2 separate regions of the Ovis aries genome follow, and region 1 is linked to region 2. A link is a contact called in public Hi-C data. All regions are on one chromosome and are shown on one strand. The core of a region is the stretch at or near the end of the contact, and the rest is flanking DNA. Distances in the headings are between cores, read along the strand shown.

Evidence for each region. A called contact is a pair of places that touch in the nucleus more often than the background predicts.
Region 1: a contact with region 2 is called in a Hi-C map of liver, with 5 times the contacts expected there. The contact joins the promoter of BMP6 here to the enhancer-like site in region 2. A contact is called at or near these places in 10 of 16 Hi-C or Micro-C datasets (hypothalamus, liver, mesenteric adipose tissue and 6 more).

What each region holds. Positions count from the first base shown.
Region 1 is chr20:46,835,061-46,842,027 of ARS-UI_Ramb_v3.0, reverse strand. BMP6 (bone morphogenetic protein 6) reads left to right here and starts at 1,888. Exons shown (of 7, transcript XM_027958445.3): 1 at 1,888-3,319. The coding sequence starts at 2,710.
Region 2 is chr20:46,620,063-46,626,448 of ARS-UI_Ramb_v3.0, reverse strand. No RefSeq gene overlaps it. Among named protein-coding and RNA genes, the nearest start is that of BLOC1S5, 36 kb to the right of the region's middle. Within about 2 kb of position 1,803, at least 5 of the 54 cell types and tissues checked have an H3K27ac peak or open chromatin away from gene starts, as enhancers often do. A contact at or near this core is called in hypothalamus and liver, where this site is marked.

The DNA of each region.
Region 1 (6,967 bases), core at 639-3,138, 220 kb before region 2:
TTAAGAGGGCGTGTCTGGGTTCGAGAAAGGAGGAAGCCCACAGGCACTTGCTGAGACTTCACATCTTCTGAATCAGAGCTCTTGGGGGCTGCAACGACTTCACGCTGCTAACAGGTCCCAGCAGAAGAAAGAGGGAGATGGAGGCTCTTGAATTCAAAGGGGCCTGGAATCCCAGACCAAGGGATTGATGTGTTCCTCTTTTCAGATGAAAACAACCCCTGCAGATGGTTAGAGATTGGCCGTCAGTGTGGCTGATGTTGTCCTGCCCGAGAGTAATGGCTATAGGACATTTGTAAAACCAAAGTCTATCCTAAAGACCAATGTGTCTGGGCTGAAACAGGTCAACAGATAAGAGCAATCCAGTGAGTGGTGGGGGTGATGGGAGGTAAAGACATTTTCCTATTCAAAACAGATTCTTTGAAACAAGGTAAACATGCTTATAAGGCGTGAATCAGCAGAAACCTCATGATTCCATAAGATCATAAATCCTATAAGGCTCTATGTATTTGGTTGGTCTGGCTCCCAAATGCCTTGGACTCTGTGAACCAAGGCAGCCAGGTCAGTATTGATTTCTAAGGCACCTGTTTTCACCAGGTAGATAAAAGATCAAAATGTTTTACAAGAACTTCCTTTTAAGATGCACCAATAACTGGCATTTTTGGATGGGAAGAGCAAATGAATTTGCATCCTGGATGGCAGATGGTGGTGGCGGTGTTTGGGTGGAGGGGCAGTGTCTTTAGCTGAGAAGTGAGCCTGCCATAAAATTATAATGCTTTTTACGTGCTTGATCTTGTCTAATGTTCCCAGCAACCAGAGTTTCAGGGCCCTGTCTATAATGGGAACATGCCAAGCCCCTGCAGTTACTGAAATTACCTGTACCACTTCACCTCAAGTTTTACTGATCTGGCTTTGTGTGAAATAGAGTGCATTTCAATACATTAAGATGCAACCTTAACAGACAAACTGGAGAAGCATTAAAACCTTTCCAAGAAGATGGCGATGGGGGTGCGTTTTTCTATTATAGGATCTAATTACACTGGCTGTCTTCTGGGGGCTAGCTTAAGAAGTGGAGTGCCAGTACTTTGTTGCTAATTTGTTTCCTAGTCTTTTGGTCCCATGGACTGTGGCCCCCTAGGCTCCTCAGTTCATGGGATTCTCCAAGCAAAAGTACTGAAGTGGGTTGCCATTCCCTGCTCCAGGGGATCTTCTCAACCCAGGGGTCCAACCTGGGTCTCCTGCATTGCAGGCAGATTCGTCACCGAGCCACTAGGGAAGCCCCTAAGAAGCAAAGCCGAAGCCCAAATGAAGACATAAATCAAAATACTGCGGCCCAGGCCCTCTGGAGGAAGGGCTTGGCTTATACTTGACCCTCCTTGTGGCTTTTGGGAGCAGCTTCTCCGCAGCTGTGCCCCAGGTCCCAGCAGCTGTCTTGGAGAAGCCACGTGACTGTTAAATGACTACATTTCATCAATTAGAGAAAATAAGGAATGGGAAAATCATCATTTTTCTGTTCTTCCTCAACTGAGTCAGGTGACACTGACTTAACAGCTGACTTTACTTTTATTTAGTTAAAAACATCAGTTTAGGCCTTTTATGGAATCGTAAAAGAGCAAGGTTTCCATTGGGCTCTGATCAGATCGTCCTCCCTACCGATGATCTGGATGCCTTTCTGAGTCGCTGCTCCCGGGACGCCTGCGAGTATTCTCTATACTTGAAACCTACGCTCGGCGGAGGCGCCGCCTCCCGGGAGAGGGAGGGTGCAAGAAGGGGGCGGGTCCATTTAAATACCGACGAGGCGCGCCTCTCCATTGGCGGCCGGCCTGTCCGTCCCCAGAGGGGCGGGGCGTCCCGGGGGCTGGAGTGCGGTACCTGGGCGAGAGGCGCACCAGAAAGCCCACGTTGGCCGCTGCGGGCAGCGCGGCTCCGAGAGGCGGGAGCCTGCGAACTCCGGCGCTGCCGCCGCCGCTCCGCTCCGCGCCCCGGCCCGCGTCCCTCCCGTCCCTTCTGCGAACCGGGGTTAGGCCGGGGTGGGGGCAGCCGAGCCAGCACGGAACGGAGAGCAGGATCCTGACCGCCTGCGCTCGGGCAGGGGAGCAGCGCGCCGAGATCTCGAGGGCGATCCGGAGACCGAGGGGCGCGGAGTTTGTGAGCGAGAAGGAAGTTCAAGCCTCGCCGAGAGGGTTGGAACCTTGGGACGCCTCTTCGCCACGGCCGGGGCCCTCCGGCGGGGGTACACTTCACGGCGGCCGCGCGAGCGAGGCGCAGGCGTGCGCGGGGGCGATGCCGGGCATCCCCCGACGCTGGTGAGCCGCCCCGGGAGGGCTGTGCGCCCGCAGCCAGACCCTAGAGTAACTGCCCCCTGACCCGCCCGGGGGCGAGGACGCCCTCTGCAGCGCGGCCCGGACTCGGACGCACCTGGCCTGGACCTTGCGCCTCCGCAGACCTCCGCGGGGGTGCGGGGTTTCCCCTTGCCCCTCCAGTGGTTCTGCGGCGGGGATCGCGCCCCCTCCGCCTCCCTTCCAGTTCGGGCAACTGGGGGCGCCCCAGAGAACCATGAGAGATAAGGACTGAGGCCGGGAAGGGGAAGCGAGTCCGCCGAGAGGTGGCGGGGGGAGCTGTTCACGCCAAGGGCCACCGCGGCCGCGCTCCGGCCTCGCTCCGCCGCTCCACGCCTCGCGGGGCCCGCGGGGCCCGCCCGGCCCGGCGGGGATGCTGGGGCGGACGGCGCAGTGGCTGTGCTGGTGGTGGGGGCTGTTGTGCAGCTTCTGCGGGCCCCCGCCCCTGCCCGCCGCCGCCGCCGCCGGGGGGGCGTTGCTGGGGGACGGCGGGAGCCCGGGCCACGCGGAGCGGCCACCCCCGCCGCAGACATCCTCCTCGGGCTTCCTGTACCGGCGGCTCAAGACGCACGAGAAGCGGGAGATGCAGAGAGAGATCCTGTCGGTGCTGGGGCTCCCGCACCGGCCGCGGCCCCTGCACGGCCTCCCGCAGCCCCCGGTGTTCCCGCAGCAGCAGCCAGCTCGCGGGGAGCCCCCGCCCGGGCGGCTGAAGTCTGCGCCCCTCTTCATGCTGGACCTGTACAACGCCCTGTCCGCCGACGACGAGGAGGACGGGGCTTCGGACGAGGAGAGGCGGCAGCCCGGGCCGCGCGGAGGGGCCGGCGCGTCCCAGCCCCGGTCCCCATCGCCGGGCGCCGCGCACCCCCTCGGCAGCGGGAGCCTCCTGGCCACCGGGCCTGGCGGGGGCGCGTCCCCACTGACCAGCGCGCAGGACAGCGCCTTCCTCAACGACGCCGATATGGTCATGAGCTTTGTGAACCTGGGTAAGTATCGGGGGCGGGCGGGCGGGCGGGGTGGGTGGCTGGGTAGCGTAAAGACCAGAACATTCTTCCCTTTCCAGTCTCCTGGGCGCGGGGCGCAGGGAGTGAGAGGGTGGAGGAGCCCCTGGCGCTGGGGGCCCCGGCGGGGAAGCGCGGACCGGCCAGCGGCCCTCGCACCACCTGCGCGGCCCGGGGGCGGGAGAGGGGGCGGCACGTGCGCTCCCAGCCCCTGGCTGCTCGCCGCGGCGCGGGGGCGGGCTGGGGCGCTGGGTCCCGAATGCGGCGCTGGCTGGCGCGTCTCCGCGAGCCGCCCGAGCACAGTCTGCGCTTTTCGCAGTTGGTGCCCGGCTCGGGCCCCGTTAACTCGACTGTGGCAGAAAAGTCCGGCCCAAGTGGGGCCAGCTGGGACGGAGAAGGCGCTTCAACACTTTGCCCCTCCTGTTTGGTTCGGCGTCCTCAACTCTCTTGAGTGCCTGTTCTCCCACCGGGAGCAGCTGAGAACTTTAGAAAAGTTGACGATTGTGGTGAAGTAGTGTCCACCGATTTGGGGGAGGAGGGATGCACAAGGAAGTCCCGAAAGGACCGCGGGAGGCTCGCCAGCCCCGGCGAGTCTGGGCTCGCGCGGGCTTGGGGTCGCTCCCCTAGTACCCTCGCTCACATGTCTTTGGCCCGAGCCCTCAAAGGCTGAACTCTTGATCAGCTCGGCCCAAGCTGGACGGGCAGAGAAAGGGTGTGGGTTGGGGGCTGGGGTTGGGCCGGGAGCTGGTCTGAACCGGTTGCCAGGCAACAGAATGGAAATTCAAGGGCGGCTAAATCGGGCTCAGCCGCAAATGTTCTGTGGCAAACCCGGACCGAGTCAGAGCTTTTCCCCCTCGCGTCTTCGTATCTGTAAATGAGAACGGCGTGAGGAGGACTTTCCCCAGAATCTGTGCCTCCGATCTGCGCTCCTCTTCATTCATAAACTGACTCAGCGTAGACGCAGCGATGTAGGGGCCGCGCTCTAGGCAGGGAGAAGTGGGGCACAGGAGCCACGACCCGAGCGGGCGCAGCCGCACGGTGGGGTGGGTCTCCGCGGACTTCCCTTCCGAGGCGAGACGTGAGGCTCTGCCCAGGCCCCGAAGTCGGTTTGCAGGCATTGCCAGAGCAGCTCCCGCGTCTCCAAGCCACGTCGGAGACGTCCGTCTTTTAAGGACAACCCCCATGTCAAAAACCTTAAGCGAGTCCTTTATAAGTCTTTCAAGGAGAGAATCAACTCCGCTGAGCTTTGGGGGAAGAAAGGACGGGGGCGGAGGGGCGGGGTTCCGGAAGGTATGGAGCAAGACCGCAGACGTCCGAGGGGTGCAGGCATCCTCCTGGGAAACTCCTGACGCAGAATCTCACAGGGACTGGAGGCTCCAGGCCTGCCTGTCTGGCTCCTTGCAGCGCCACGGGTTCTGATTGGACAGGAGTTTTCACAATTTATTGGGATCAAAGCCAAGGTGGAGCCACCTCCAAGAAGTATTCTAAGGAAATTCTCAAGCCAGTCAGTCAAGCTGGGGCACCGGAGAGGCACCAGCGCTCTTCCTTATTCTAACATCTCTGCTGCTTCTGTCTTAGTAAATTCCTCGCCCTCATTACCCCCCTCCTCTAATCCCCTAAATTTCTTCCCTTGGAGAAATGTTTCATTGCCTTTTGGGGGTAATCCCCAACTTGAACAAAGTGGGAAGAATAGCACTTGTGACTTCTTCAGGGACAGTTGGAGCACACTTTCCAGAAAACAGTTCCTAGGCTTAAGGTCGTGGTTCTTGACCTGGCATACGTGATGCTGGGCTGTTCCCCAGAGCAGTTAAGTCAGAATCTTAGTGGCCACGGTCCAGAAGCCCTGGCATGGGAGATCCTGACCTCTGAAGGCAATCAAATCACTCCAGAAAGCAGTTACCAGCAATGCTTCTTTATGTCAGTGGCTTCCAAACATTGCTATACATGAGAGTCACCTGGAGGGCTTTTAGGCCTAGATGTCCAGGTGGTACCCCCATCAGTGAAATCAATGCATGGCTGAAAGCTGGATATCAATGTTTTTTAAAGATCCTCAGGTGATTCCAATGTTTGGGAACCATTGGTATTTGAAATTGTAAGTTGGCCTGAGGCAAGTTTGTAAAGTTTGACATTCGCTGTTTAGTGACCTCCAAATTCTCACTGCTTGCTTTTCTGAGCTTTCCAGGTCTACAGGTACACGTGGCTTCTGAGCCACACTGCTTGAAGCTGTCAACTCTTATCCTGCAAAAACAACCATTTAACATATTCCCTAGGGATTTTTCAGAAAGATTTTTAAAGATTCAAAAAATAGCACTGAAAAACTCTAAAAGAACTCAATAATAGTGTCATTTCAGGCCAGGGACAGGCTGTTATGAAACAAAAGAGACTCCTAGGTAGGGAGTTCTGCCCCAAGCCCTTCTTAGACTTTCTGATTGCAAGTTATAGCTATTTGTAGATGCGGTTCTGGACTCCACATGGGTAGAGGAGAAAACCTTTCCAGGTAAGTTGAATCCAAGTCACAAGCCATGTCGCCTGCCACTCAGACAATGCTATTTAATATTAATCCATTTAGCAGTAGGAAAGGAGGATTTTATTATGAGAGGCTAAAAATGTGATGAAATCTGATTATCATAGCTTTGATCATTAGGACAGTACATTTTAAGGAAGTAATTGCTTGTGCTGTGCTAAGTCGCTTCAGTTGTGTCCAGCTCTTTGCGACCCATGGGCTGCAGCCCACTTGGTTCCTCTGTCCATGGGGATTCTCCAGGGAAAAATATTGGAGTGGGTTGCTGTGCCCTCCTCCAGGGGATCTTCCTGACCCAGGGATGGAACCTGTGGCTCTTATGATTCCTGAGTTGGCAGGTGGGTTCTTTACCACTAGTGCCACCTGGAAAGCTCAGTAATTGCTTCGCAACGTGGATTCTCTAAGGGTGCTGAGACAATCCACAGATTTCTTCCTCCCTGTCCATGGCGTGTTAGTTACTGCATTACATGACTAAAGAACCCTACAGAAGTTGGCAGGATGGGTTTTGAAGTGTTCTTATATACCTACTGAGTTAGGTAAGTTACAAACTGAAAGTTACAGAGTAAGTTACAAACTGGGTCTAAGGGAATGTGTTACATGGTTGTAAACATCCTCCTGGGACAGAGGAGTAACTTATTCATGAAATGCATTGGAAATGCTTGGAGCCTTGTCAGTCAGAGAGGCATCATCAGGAAGTATGAATCAACAGGATACATTTCTTTTGCATATCCCCAAGGCCGGTCATTTGCTGTTTGTGTTGACGGTTTTACACTCTCTGGGTGAGCAGTCTGTTGATGTGTAACTTCTTTCGTTCTAACCGGCTGGTGTGCAGAGTGCCTGCCAGGCAAGCTGGGTGCTCGTTAACCTGCATTCAATCCCGGCCATGGGTGCCTTTTCCTACTTGTTTCCTAATGCTGAAAATGTCTTGGCAGCCTGATAAGCAAGCCTGCCAATGTCAGGTGACCTTGGAGAAGTATCCTGAACTGTCTCAGATCTTAGCTTAAAACTCATCTTTGAGAAGAAACCTTCTCTAACCACTTGGTGGAAACTGGTGTGGCCCCCACCTTCTCACTTGTTTATGGTCACTGTACCCTGTTTATTTCCTTGGTTTC
Region 2 (6,386 bases), core at 554-3,053:
GTGCTATCAAAATGGGTTCGGCAGAGACCTATTTGCAAGGCTAGAGTTTTCCCCTCATCTGAGTCCGAATCAAGACCAGCCTGGGAACTAGAAGTCAAACACGTTTCATCCTGAGAAGTCCCTTTGAGTCCATGGAATATATTAGCTGGTCTTCCTGAAATGTGACATCATTTGTGGTACCAGCTGTTACGGGTGTGCCATGTAAGGATTTACAAAACCAGTATTCCTTTGGCTTTAATACGTATTTTGGGATCACACAAAGTAGTCTAATCGAGCTAAATACTCCAAGGGGAACTGCTATGGACTTCACTTGAGGAAGCTTAAACCACTTATGATCTTGACCGATCAACCTTTTTACGGGTGGATTACAAAGAGTAATCTCCTAGTGGACATCTAGAACCGATGGTGATGATAATAAAACTTATAAAAGCAAATATTAAACACAGCACTTACACGTCAGGCTCTGTTTAAAATATGTGATGAAAGTTAACCAATGAATCCCTGGAACAAAGCGGGTAGGTTTTGGTACTTTTACTACTGATATTTTAACAGGTGAGGATACTGAGACAGGGAGGTTAGGTAACTTGCCCGTGGTCACCTAGTTACCACGCAGCAGAGGCAGAATCTGAGCTGACGGTGAATACTCGGACCCCTCAACTATCCCAGCGCTCATGATTCTCAGACTCTTCTGATTCAGCTATGATAAAAGGATCGTACCTCCGAGATGATTATTTGGACGGTTAATGATATGACAAGTACTGAACATTTTAGCAGTATAAATATTTTTTAATAGAAACATCACAGTTCTATTACAATTCAATTTTAGTTTTCAATAGCTGCTACAGAAAGATTTTAGCTTTCCTTGGAACAGTATGCCACAGTGCCATATAAGGCACATGAATGAAGAGGAACCCATCTCTATGGAACATCTATGCTTGGCACCGTCATTCAAAAGTTTAAGGATCTTTAAATGATTTTAAAAAATCCATTACCAAATGTAGAATTAAGCTCTTAAGAAATACCTCAGCTGCTTCATGTTACACTTTTAAAAACCCAGATGTAAATAAATCCAGGTGAAAGGGTGCTAGACTACAGCATACCCACCCACCCACTGGTCCATTCACTGGTTCAATGAATAAGTCCCACATGCCTGGATTACATATGGGAACACAGAATGGATAAGCAACCAAGCTTCCTGCCCTCAGGACTCGTGTTCTAGTCAGGGAAACACTAGGTCCGAAGGGAAGGTGCTATTTTCCAGAGTGGTCGGGGAAGACCTCTCAGGGGAGCGGGGAGGCGTATGAACAGAGAGCTAAGCAGAGCGGTGAGGGAGCTGGTAGGATCTGTGGACACAGCATGTCAGGCAGGGCGCCCAGGTCAGATGTGTCTGAAGGACAGAGAGAACCGCGGTGTGGCCCGAGGGGACTCGGCGAGGCGCGCGGGGAGGGAGACGAGCCGTGACACCGACAGGACCCCGGCAGCCACGGGTCGGGGCTCTGGGTTTCACTGCGAGCGAGAGGGTGTCAGCAGAGGGTTTAAGGAGGCGGGGGGGAGGGGGGCAGATCCGGTTCGTGCCTTCTGAATGATCCACGGCTGCAGCGAGAAAAACGGACTGGGTGGGGCTGGGGCAGGGAGGGCCGGCAGGGAGCAGCGGCGCAGGGGTGGCGGGGGCTGCCGAGAGCAGGGCTGCCGCGGGAGCCGGGAGAGCTGCGGTCACGGCGAGGACACGCAGCGAAGGTGGGCTCCCCGGCGACAGAGCAGGAGCCGCGCAGCGAGGCAGAGCCGACGGGCGAGCTGCTGGGTCGGGCGTGGGGTCAGGGGGAAGAACCCAAGTCCAGACTTTGCTTCACGCAACTGGATGAACAGTTGACGCTGCACACAGCGATGGGAAGCCTGGGGGAGCAGGCGGGAGAGGAACAGGGGTCAGGAGGTTCAGGCACTGGAGCCTGACAGACATCCTGGATTCCTAACTGGAGATGCAGACCAGGCAGTGAATCTGTGAGGGCGAAGTCAGGCCGCAGGTACAAGCTGGGGCGTTGACAGAATCAGGGCCTGGCTGCGGGGCAGACAGCAGGCTGGAGACCTGACGGAGGCACGGCAACGGTCTGAGAGCAGAGGGGTCCACACAGCGGGGGGGGCAGGGCGGCACTGCGTCCACCAGGATGCCCAGGGGAGAGGGACCCCCGAGGAGGAGGGAGGGGTCACCTGCTGACCGAAGGAGGGGGACAGAGGACAGAGCAGGGATCTGGCCCGATGGCGGCTGCTTGGGGTGCTGACAAGAGTGGGGTCAGTGGAGGGGGGGACTGGGAGGGGTGCGGGGCTGGGCTCAGGAGGAAGGCAGGGAAGGGAAGAGCAGACAGCACCGAACATCCAGAGTCCTCCTGGGCATTTCATTCTGAGCATGAGCAGGTGGACCGAGCCGCAGCTAAAGGCAGGGCCAGCGTGGGGCCTGGGGGAGGCTTTTCCAGCTTAGGGGTCAGTTCCAGTACATTTGTAATATGTTAATGATTCTGCATGAGCTGTAAGTTTGCATCTTTTCATCTTCTGAAAAATTAAAGAAAATTAATTTGAGTCTAACTAATGTTTGAAACATGCATTTTTTCCTTCTGTACACATTCAATCAAACTCTTAAAGATTCACTGGGCACCTAGGTTTGGCTCAGCCAGTCCATCAGCTGCTTCAACCATGAATATTGCCTCTTACTTTTGGACTTGCTGTAACCTTGAGTTTTCTTTTCCCAAACACTTAAAGAGGAACTTGCCCTTTTCTTTACTAAAACTGAAACCAGATGTTCCCAGGCAGGCACAGGTACAGTGCCCGCCTTCCCCTCGGGGAGCTCTCTCCCTGCGGTCCCCACCAGATACCTGAGGTTGAGGGCCAGGTCCTTCCTTAATTCCCGCCACTCAGCTGACATCATCTTGCAACATTCTAAAGATTGGGGGTCACAAAACAGAAATAGTCACAAAAGTAAAATATAACCAGGTCAGCTGGTTTATAAAGCATAACTCACGCATCTTTGACCCTGGGCCTCCTATGAAGATGACACCCTGACCACCTCCATGGCACAAGGTCATCTGCAGCCTGCAGCCACTAAGAATGCTACCAAGTGCGCTGAGACTTCTGAAATTCCACGAGAGTGGGGGGTGGGGGAGGGAAGCACCGGGGGCGAGAGAGGTTCTCACACCCACCTGGTCCCAAGAATCACCGTGCCTTCCACACTCCAGGGTGGTCTCACTCTGTGCTTCTCATCAGCCACCCCCATGAGATGGTAAGACCATGAACCCAAGATTAACACGAGAGACCCAGGCAAACCGCGTGTGTCTGGTGCAGAAAAGAGGAAGGCGCCTTGCTCTCCTCCTTGGACCGGAGACACCACGGGGGGCCCGGGATCTCCACCCAGAGATTCACTCACGTCTGTGAAGGGGAGATCTGCTGGGGCAAGAGAGAAGGAAAGAAAAGAACCGAAAACAGAGCCTTCGGGCTGCTCACCCCAGCCCTCTGTCACTCCTCCAGCCCCAGTGCGAGCTGGTGGGCAGCCAACCTCACGGCCAACTTGGCAGCTCACAGCATGTCCCACCTTAGAGAACCAGGGCACTAACGCCGTGGGAGCTTTTGGAATCTGCAGATGGAGACCCCTTTCTCCAGCAGTGGGTTTAAAGAATTACCACCGTCCCGTGAGAATGTTAGACATGTGTCTGTGGGCGGTGGTGAGAAGGAATTCTTTCATCTTACTTCTTATCCACAACAAATCACTGAAAAAAAACTTCAAAATCTCTTCAGCACCAGACCAGAAACTGAGCCTTCACTGGGGAATGGGATGGAGAACCCTGTTTTGAAGCAGTAAGTGTAACAGCAAGGAGAGAAGACAGGAGAGAGGCCACAGGGGGAACCAGGAAGGGTGGGGCCTCAGCCTCAGAAGCCTCCCTTCAGCAACAAAGGGGTTCTGCCTTCCCCATTTGGCCACCTCTGAAGGGGTTCTGCCTCCTCCCCTGGCCACGATGCTTCCAGAGCTACGTGCCAGCTCCCACGAGGTGAGACTCAGATATATTTCTCAAAAAAAAAAAAACAACATTCAGTACAGCGGCTGATCCCTAGCTTATGGTGAAGGTGAAGTCGCTCAGTGGCGTCCAACTCTTTGCGACCCCGTGGACGGTAACCTACTAGGCTTCTCCATCCATGGGATTCTCCAGACAAGAACACTGGAGTGGACTGCCATTTCCTTCTCCAGGAGATCTTCCCAACCCAGGGATCAAACCCAGGCCTCTCGCATTGGAGGCAGACGCTTTAACCTCTGATCCGCCAGGGAAGCCGCCATGCTTACAACATGACGTATTACTGGTTCTGTGGCTGGTACTGTGACATTTTGAGACTGTGACACAGTCTTTGTGGGCTAGAACAGCCTAATCACTACCTATATCACTGCTTCTATCGAAGATTCATTCCAAGTTCCAAGTAGATGACCTAAATTTTTAAAGGAAAAAGGGTCGTCAGGAGTCATTGTTCTTTCTCAGGGAGATAAAACGTCAAGTTTCGACTTTCACAGTACGCGGTTTATCTTAGAAGCTTCCCTAAGAGAAAGAGCAAATATTATAAGCTAGGTGACGACAAAGCAGAAACCTGATGATGTAGGCTAAAAATATTAGAACATGTTCGTCCAGTCTTTATCTTCATAGTCAACCGCTGTGAAACAAACGTGAACAGAAATAGCAAGGGCAATCCAAATCTCCCTTAATCAAACTCATCACTGAGCCTGATACTATGGAGAGAACTTTCCTTTTTTAAACACACAGCACAAGTCCTAAGCATGGGATATGAAACAGCATGAAACACGTTCTTTGTTCTTGAACAATTTAATCTTCTGGGAAAGGAAATGGGAAATCCTTAAATAGGCGTAGCTGCCTACTAAAAGCCCATAGTATTTTCTCACTGATTACACAAAAGCAAAATATTTATCTAAGGCAAAGATATCTTTTTGATATCTTAACATCTTTTTGATCTTAATAATAATGATGGTGTTCTCAAAAGCAAAAAAAAAAAACCAGTAACTTTAGTCACTTGAACTGATTATGAACACATGTTAAAAAAAGCAACAGGGCAGATAATCTAAATTTTATTGTTGAAAGAAATATAAACAGTATATACACATACCTATATATGGATGTTAAAAATTCCCATGATCTTAAATTCCAAACCAAGCTCTTCATCACTATCCCTGCCCTGTCTAGACTAGGAATTGCTATTTTCAGCTTCGTTCTCAAAAACCCACGTGCTGGGTAGCAATTTCCCCTATCAGTCACACAACTGACTCTACAGAGCAACCTTCCTGTCACGTGGTAGTCTAATTAAACTACAGGGTGAACACAAATTAATAAAGTCGCAAATGTGAAAACTAAGTGACATTAAGTCTGTAAATTTAGCGATGGAAGCAGAATTAAAATTTAGATCTTTTGACTCTCAAAGCCAGTGAACTTTCCAATTTTCAGTTTTATCTGATGTTTTCAACATCAAAGATGTCTGTTAATTATCACTGGAATCTGCCAGTATTTTCATCTGTATTTTTGATAAACAAGGGCAGAAACCAAGCTTTATTAGTTTTTTTTTTTTAATCCCTACCATTTATATAGGAATATAAAGTGACTGGATCACATGTGCTTCATAAATGCTTACTGAACTAAACCAAACCAGATATTCTGCCCTTTTTTCATTCTCTAAACCCTACTAAATTCGAATTTTATCTTTAATCCTAATGATTCTCTGACAGTAACGTACACAGATAGTTCCTAGTAGGAATTCCCTGATTTTAAGCATAAACTGCTCGCTTATAGGGCACGGTCTTCGCTGTGATACTGTGTAATATTATAGTCCTGGTCTTTCTATTTCATTATTACATGTGCACAACTAGATTGCAAATCCCATTAAGATGGAGTGCCACTATTGACTACAGCTCTCTCTGAATACAACCAGACGTAGTACAATGCTTCAGTGAGTAAATGTGTATAAATTCTACCTTGGATCCCATCAAAGTGTCAGCTGCTTACTCGTGTCTGACTCTTTTTGACCCCGTGGACTATGGCCTGGTAGGCTCCTCTATCCATGGAATTCTCCAGGCAAGAACACTGGAGTGAGCTGCCATTTCCTTCTCCAGGGGATCTTCCCAACCCAGGGATTGAACCACAGTCTCCTGCATTGCAGGCAGATTCTTTACAGTCTGAGCCCCCAGGGAAGCTCTTGGTTTCCATACTTAGTAGGAAAAAGATACCCTGACAACTAGCTCTTTAATTCTTATTATTATTTTTCACCAATTACCATATTTTTGTCTCTAGAAACTTCATATTAGTTACATAATTTAAAGATCTGCATGTATTAAATATGAAGAAAATAAGAAA